Linked DNA regions of Macaca mulatta: region 1 is linked to region 2. The links are chromatin contacts, called in public Hi-C maps. All regions are on one chromosome and are shown on one strand. The core of a region is the stretch at or near the end of the contact, and the rest is flanking DNA. Distances in the headings are between cores, read along the strand shown. Region 1 holds the start of MXRA7 (matrix remodeling associated 7). Region 2 holds the start of ST6GALNAC1 (ST6 N-acetylgalactosaminide alpha-2,6-sialyltransferase 1).

Region 1 (4,076 bases), core at 543-3,042, 39 kb before region 2:
TCATGCCTGTAATCCCAGCATTTTGGGAGGCTGAGGCGGGCAGATTGCCTGAGGTCAGGAGTTCGAAACCAGTTGGACCAACATGGTGAAACCCTGTCTACTAAAAATAGAAAAAAAGTAGCTGGGCGTGGTGGTATGTACCTGTAATCCCAGCTACTCAGGCAGGAGTATCACTGGAACCCGGGAGGCGGAGGTTGCAATGAGCCAAGATCGTGCCACTGCACTCCAGCCTGGGCAACAGAGTAAGATCCATCTCAAATAAAAAAGAAAAGAAAGAAAAAAATAGTAAGGCCCATACACTGACTGAAAGTTCCACAGTGGTCAAAAGCTAGTTGCCCATAAATAAAGCCTATTTCACTTTTTTTTTTTTTTTTTTTTTTTGAGATGGAGTCTTGCTCTGTCTCCCAGGCTGGAGTGCAGTGGCGCGATCTCGGCTCACTGCAAGCTCCGCCTCCCGGGTTGACGCCATTCTCCTGCCTCAGCCTCCCGAGTAGCTGGGACTACAGGCGCCCGCCACTGCGCCCGGCTAATTTTTTGTATTTTTAGTAGAGACAGGGTTTCACCGTGGTCTCGATCTCCTGACCTTGTGATCCGCCCACCTCGGCCTCCCAAAGTGCTGGGATTACAGGCGTGAGCCACCACGCCCGGCCACATTTTATACTTGGGGGCTCTTTTCATCAACCACCACTAAAAGGAAATGCATGGCCCTTTTAATATCATGCAGTGCAGCAGAATTCAGCTCTCCCTGTTGCTGGGGGGTCTTGTTTGTATATCTTCATTTAAAAAGAAGCACTTCATCTCACATCTTGGTTTGTATCACAGATCAGCTCAGGCACTGTAATTTTCCCAAAAAAGTATTAAATGCATCCTCAGCAAAAACTGGAACCGTGGTTTTTTAACATTAGGCCTTATGTTTGGCATGATACCTGACATGCCCATCTTGTGTTTATTTAAAATAACTAAAGAGTGGGTGGGGCGTGGTAGGAAAATATGTTTTTGGTTACAACGTGTTTATCTCAAAATCCACTGTTCAGCAACAGAGGCCTGGGAGGACCTGGAGAAACAAAAACAATAGCCTTCATTTCCTTCACTGCACCCTCCCACCCTGCATGCATTCTGGAATTGTGCAAAGAAGAAAGTCCGGTAGGAGGAATAGCGTTGACCAAGGACCTGCAGCTGAATTTCAGGTCTAGGGGCGGGGGAGCCATGTTATGTTACAGGGAGGCCTGTGTTGAAGACTGCTGGCCTCAGCGCCGAAGGGAGCATTCACTGGCTGGGATCTGGAGATGTCCTCTGTGAAAGTGCATTAAGGCAACCCTAAGGATTAAAAGCAACTCCTGACATGCCTATAAAAACGGCAGTGGCTAAACGTAATCCGGCTTTTCATTGTTTTACAAGGCAATCCAGGCTGCTGTTTCCATGAATCTTCCCGGGTTTGCTTGTCTCTCTGCATTCCCCAACTAGCACTGATATTTCCAAAATGCTCTAAGACGAACTGCTGTACCAAGGCCAAAGATGACAACCTCAGGGCACATCATACAGTATTTCAAATTGAACCTGAGTTAAATGTGCCCCAAAGCGTCAAGGCTGCCCAGGCTGGGCAGGGGTTGGCTCTCCTGTGCCTCCCAGGGGGTCAGGACTCTGCCCCCCTACACCCCCGCTTACAGCCTGTGCGTCACCACCGGGGGCCGGAGGATGCCAGGGGCGGGGCGCGGGCGACGGGGGCTCCGCCCCGGGGCGGGGCGCGGCGACCGGGCGCGGCGGGCTCCCTCGGGGTCCCAGCGGGCCGGCACTCGGCGGCCGCGGCGCAATGGAGGCGCCGGCCGAGCTGCTGGCCGCGCTGCCTGCGCTGGCCACCGCGCTGGCCCTTCTGCTCGCCTGGCTGCTGGTGCGACGTGGGGCGACCGCGAGCCCGGAGCCTGCCTGCACGCCCCCGGAACCCGCGCCCCCGGCCGAGGCCACCAGGGCCCCAGCGCCGTCCCGCCCCTGCGCCCCCGAGCCGGCGGCCGCGTCCGCGGGGCCGGAGGAGCCTGGGGAACCCGCGGGGCCGGGGGAGCCCGGGGAGCCTGCGGGACCCGGGGAGCCCGAAGGGCCAGGGGATCCCGCGGTGGCGTCAGCGGAGGCGGAGGAGCAGGCGGCGGAGGCGAGGCAGGTACGCACCGCGGCCCCCGCGGCCCTCTCCCCACCCCCGGGGCTCCAGCCGCCGCTGCCGTTCCCCGCCGAGCCAGGGAGCGGGACCGCAGCCTCCAGCCCAGGCTGCCCCCGGGAAGCGCAGAACCCTCGGCCCACAGGAAATGCAGGTCCCGCCATGCTAAGCCGCAGGCCCGCAAAGTCGCCGCCCTCCCCCAGAAAGTGTGGCGAGGGGCGACCCCGAAGGAGTTTGTTTGGAGGTGTTTTGCTCTCCCCTCACCTCGGCCTCTCCCAGCCCAGGGCGTGCTCCGCAGCTGCTGGTTCCCAGGCCTCGCGACGGGACTTGGAATTTTGCTCCACACCCACTTCTGACCCCTCCCGCCCACCGGTTCCCAAATCCACGTGCCTATGGCTTATTTCAAGGCCTGCCATGAGAGTTATCTTGATGTTTAAAAAGTAGTACTTTCGGGGGGCGAGGGAGGAAAGCTGGCTTTTCTTTTTCAGTCAGTTTGAAGTCAAGATTTCAGAGTCAGTGCTGTGGTGTTTTGTGAAGCCCGTAGGCTGAGACTGAAAGAAAAGGCACCCGAGCCCAGCAGTTCTTTTTATTGTCGTTTTAAGCTACACATCTCCTAACACCCTCCTACCCCCACTCCCCCGGGTTGTAGGTAAGCTGGGCCTGGAGTGAAGATGCAGGATAAAGCCCTCCTGGAACACCAGGGAGCACCCCAAAGCGGCCCTCCCTGCCTCTGCCCCAGGCCTCCCACCATGCTGTCCGTCAGCTCGGGCCCTGGCCACCCTGTCCTGCCTGTGGATATCAGGAGAGGAATCGGATTTCCCTCATCCACTCATCCTAGTCCCTACACTCTAGACTGGAAACCTGTGTGCTCATGTTCCCAGGAGTTCACCACGCTTGGCTGGTCCAGGCCACCGCCATGGTCTCCAGTCGGATTGTAATCCCTTGTTCTTACCCCTGAGCTCCTTTTCTTGGAAGGGAGGAGAGCCGGGATGCGCGTTGTCTGCGTGCCTACGTGCCCACTCTGTCCTGTGCTGGACACAATGGTTTACCCTGGAGAGAAGCCCTTCGGGGGAGGAGGAGGCAGCCAGGCTGTGCTCAGAGGCATTTCTCTTTGCTGAGTAAGTGCGCCAGACCCCGTCTGAGCAGGCGCTTTGCTTGACAAGTGGGTGACTAATTGTGTCATTAGAGAGGATTCTAACCAGCCCGTTTAATGGGGTGGGGGGTCGGGGGGCAAGCCCTGCCGTTCTTGCTTGAGGTGGGCTTGCAGACCTCAGGGGGTGATGGGGGAGGGTGGCGGTTCGGACATGTGCTGACCTGTTGTGTTTGCTCCCATATTTGGGATTCCTGCCTCCGTCGAGGTCTCGCGGGAGCAGGAGAGGCCTTTAGACAGTTCTGGAGCCGTCATGCACCCTCAGTCAGTCAGCCCTGGCCTTACAGGGCTGTCCCTTTATCACCCACACCAGGCTCTGGACTGAAGTGCAGAATGTCCTTTAGCAGCGCCCTGTCTTATCTCAATCCTGTGGGGCACGACGCTTGAAGAACTTTTTACAAGGCTTTCAGCTCTCAGCACATGATACCTACAGGAATAGGTTCATTGGTGTTTAAATAGGGCCCCTCGCATAATTTTCCTCTGTCTGGGCGAATGCACGTCCTCTGAGGCTGAATGGGTGCTCTGAAGGACAAGGCAGTACAGGGGTTCACATGCCAGCCAGCCCCCATAACATAGGTGCCAGTGAGGATGACTTGAGGCTTGTGTTTGTCCTCCCGGTAAAGCACCCTCCAGAGGGAACCCACCCAACAGGAGAATTCAACTGAAGTTAGTGTCCTTCCCCTTTGGGCTCCAGTCCCCAGGCCTTCCTGAGCTGGCCAAAGCTCCCCCAAAACTCCTGCCTGCAAACATTAAGCCAGGTGCTGTGGGGACACAGATACT
Region 2 (3,598 bases), core at 397-2,896:
CCAAACATGCCTTTCCGGGTCTAGTGCTGGGTTGCAGAACAGGAAACCTGGCAAATTCCTATTGCCACAGATATTTTTTACTATTATTATTGTCACCTTATTTTTCTATTGGTGGAAACCCTCTAGGGCTTCCACCAGATTCTCCACCTTTATGCTATCATTTTTATCAGTTTTGGTTTTATTGTTTCAGTGCTGCTTCTTGCTAACGGTAGCAGCCAATATACATCATCTCTGGCGACAGATCACGCCATAGAAAATACTGTCGTTTTCCTCATTTTTCTTAACGCCACAGAGTCAGCTGGGCTGTAGTACCAGCCCGGATGTACCAGTTTACTCAGCCATTCCCCCTCTCATGGACATCTGCATGGTTTCCAGTCTTGCAAATTTATATAGTGCCGCTACAAATAAAAGCTGGCGTGTATGCTGTTTCATGTTTGTGTAAGTTTACTTTCAGAGTAGATTCTACAGGTGGATTGCGGGTCAAAGGTAAATTTGCACTCCCTCCCAGCAATGCAGGGCAGATCAAGTTCCTGTATTGTCCTTAACAGTGTACTTTGTTAAACTTTTGGATTTTTGACAATCTAATGGATCAGAAGCCTTAGCTCAATGAAGTTTTGTTTCTTTTCTTTTTTTTTTTTTTTGAGACAGAGTCTTGCTCTGTCGCCCAGGCTGGAGTGCAGTGGCCGGATCTCAGCTCACTGCAAGCTCCGCCTCCCGGGTTCCCGCCATTCTCCTGCTTCAGCCTCCCGAGTAGCTGGGACTACAGGCGCCTGCCACCTCGCCCGGCTAATTTCTTGTATTTTTAGTAGAGACGGGGTTTCACTGTGTTAGCCAGGCTGGTCTCGATCTGCTGACCTCGTGATCCGCCCGCCTCGGCCTCCCAAAGTGCTGGGATTACAGGCGTGAACCACCGCGCCCGGCCTCAGTGAGGTGTTCGTTTGCATTCTTCTGATTATGAAAAAGGCTGAGCGCCCACTTAAATGTTTAGGGGCCCCTTGCATTTTTTTTCCTGTAAACTGTCCACTCATGTCTTGTCCCATTAAATACCATCCATCTAATCTCCGCTTTAGCTCACTGAGTTGCGCATATTTCTGACGATCTTGGCGGTAATCTGGGCTCAGCGCGGTAGTTCTCCAACTCTGAGGCTGCACGGGGAGGGAGTGCTTTGACGAAGGTAACTAAAGAGAATCTGAGTCATTCCAGGGAAAGCCTACTAAAATCAGGAGGCTTTGTGAGAGCCAAAATACTAACTTTCAAAAAAACAAAAATACTCCCAAACTTCACCGGCAGCAGCTTTACTTACGTGTTATTTTATCTACGGTGCCCATTTTATCTACGTGGGGACCACCACATGGAGAAAACCACCGACCCGCGAAGTGAACCAATCACAGCCATAGCGCCGGTGTCGCTCTGCGGCATTTCAGTGGTTCAAGCACCTGCCAATCTGCCGCTAAGCCAAAGGCCTTGATTTGTGGCCATTGGGTATCGCATCCTTCCATCTTCCCCACCTCAATCCCACCTCACGCGGAGGGTGGAAAGCCCCGGATGTCCGGCCACACCCAAGGCCGCGTTTCCTCAGTGATTGACAAGGGCCATCGTCCAATGAGGAATGCGGCGCGGCCCGGGCGGCCCTGCAGTAGGCACGCGCCTGGCGCCTGAGCCGTAGAAGTGGTCGGGCGTTTGTGGCCCAGCCTATGCTAAGGCCGGCTTGCTGGGCCACGGCCGGGTGAGCGACCCCCGGGCTGCCTGGGAGCCGGAACCGAGCCGAGCCGAGCACACGTGGACTGGCCGGCAGCTGCCGCTGCTCTGCTCTAGCCGAGAGATTCGCGCCTGCAGCGAATCCCCGGCCGCGTCGAGCTGTGGCCTGGCGTGCGGTGCCTGCCCGAGGCTGGCTCCTGAGTGCCACTCGCGGGACAGGGCCCCGCGTCCCGCATTCGCAAGGTGGGACTAGGGGAGGGTTTTTGTTTTTTTTTCTTTCCCTGCCTCAGGTTTCTTAGTACAAATAACACAGGAGGACCCCACCCCATACAGACGGCAGCCGGGTGGGGGGGGGTCGCTCCAGTCCTCCTGTCCTCACGTTGGCAGACAGAAACATCTACTCCTTAGCCTTTGTAGGGGCCTGGGCACCTTTGGGAGCCTGAGCTGGAACTGAAGCTGGAGCTGCAGCCCGGGCCTTGGTTTGATCCTTGGCCTCGGCCTTTGGCCCGCACAGCCTGAGCCCCTAGGCAAGGCGGGCGCGAGCACGCTTCCCAAGCTTGGAGTGGGCAGTGTTGTGCTTCTTGGCAAAGCGCATGTTCCTCAGGAACTTGGGGTCCACCCCCCTTAAGAGATTCGTATCTTTGTGATCTGGGTTTCTTGATACCATTTCTGTGCCATTTTCGGCACTGGTTGGGTGTGGTGTGGTTCTTAGACTTGGCCATGTTTGCATCTTAAGCGGCGGCTCCCAAAGCGCCTAGAACTGGGAGCTTTTTTTTTTTTTTTTTTTTTTTTTTTTTTTTTTTTGAGACGACGTTGTCTCCCTCTGTCGCCCGGGTTGGAGTGCAGTGGTGCGATCTCGGCTCACTGCAACCTCTGCCAGCGGGTTAAAGCGATTCTTCTACCTCAGCCTCCAGAGTGGCTGGGACTACAGGCGTTCGCCACCACGCCCTGCTAATTTTTGTATTTTTGGTAGAGACAGGGTTTCACCATGTTGGCCAGGCGGGTCTCGAACATCTGACCTCAAGTGATCCGCCAGCCTTGGCCTCCCAAAGTGCTGGGATTACAGGCGTGAGCCACCGTGCCCGGCCTGGGGGAGCATTTCATGAGCTCCGCAAACGGGCTTTGGGCACCAAGCTGGGCCCCGGAATACAAAGATGAGGTGAAACTAGTCCCTGCCCTCTAAGACACCCGTGTCTCCACCTTCCTCCCCCTGACGCTCCCAGGCTTGCCCTCGAGCAGATTCGGAGGGTGGCCCAGGGTTTCAGGGGGTTTCAGATGGTGGTACTGCAGCTGGACCCAAGACACACAGACACACAGACAGACACACACGCACACACACACGCACCCCTTGCTTTTCACATTCCCTATTGTCCCAGGCCTAAGGTAAAAGCCAGCAGTTCTGTACACGCCCAGCTTCACATCTTCAGGTGGGCTGGCAGTCACACCTTCCCTCACCTGTGCTTGCCCTTTCAAGTCCTGCTGCAGGCACCTCAGCTGGGCTTTACCAGAGCAGGCTGAGTGCAGGCTGAGTGCCTGTGAAATGGGTTGGACTTACCATTCGGCCAAGTGATCACATTGTTTCCTTTTCTCCACCCAGTTGTAGCCCCCTGCAGGCTCCACATCCCAGGGGGTGGCCCCACCAAACTGGAATCTTTGGTCCTGATGGTGGCCTGGGTCCTCTACAGGTGAAAATTCCTCAGACCAGAGTTGCTGAACTGTGTTAAATAACTCAGTCTGCAATCAGGGTTTTTGAAAATCTCCCTTTTCTCATTCCTTTAAGTACTTTAATTACTTTGTGGCTCTCGCTAAGATGGGACAGGCTATGCTCACAGACTGTAGACACTCATTTCCTTCAATGGTTCACATTCACCTCGGGACTGCCATAGGTGGTGTCTTTGGT

What was found. A called contact is a pair of places that touch in the nucleus more often than the background predicts.
Region 1: a Hi-C map of cortical neurons shows a contact between it and region 2, with 2.5 times the contacts expected there. The contact joins the promoter of MXRA7 here to the promoter of ST6GALNAC1 in region 2. A contact is called at or near these places in 2 of 14 Hi-C or Micro-C datasets (cortical neurons and fetal cortex germinal zone).

The regions. Positions count from the first base shown.
Region 1 is chr16:86,466,597-86,470,672 of T2T-MMU8v2.0, reverse strand. It overlaps MXRA7 (matrix remodeling associated 7), which reads left to right and starts at 1,792. Exons shown (of 4, transcript XM_015120449.3): 1 at 1,792-2,152. The coding sequence starts at 1,811. LOC144335973 (a long non-coding RNA gene) reads right to left here. Exons shown (of 3, transcript XR_013407324.1): 3 at 3,374-4,076.
Region 2 is chr16:86,428,281-86,431,878 of T2T-MMU8v2.0, reverse strand. It overlaps ST6GALNAC1 (ST6 N-acetylgalactosaminide alpha-2,6-sialyltransferase 1), which reads left to right and starts at 1,646. Exons shown (of 13, transcript XM_077972967.1): 1 at 1,646-1,941. It overlaps LOC144335983 (a long non-coding RNA gene), which reads right to left and starts at 1,363. Exons shown (of 2, transcript XR_013407334.1): 1 at 922-1,363; 2 at 1-602.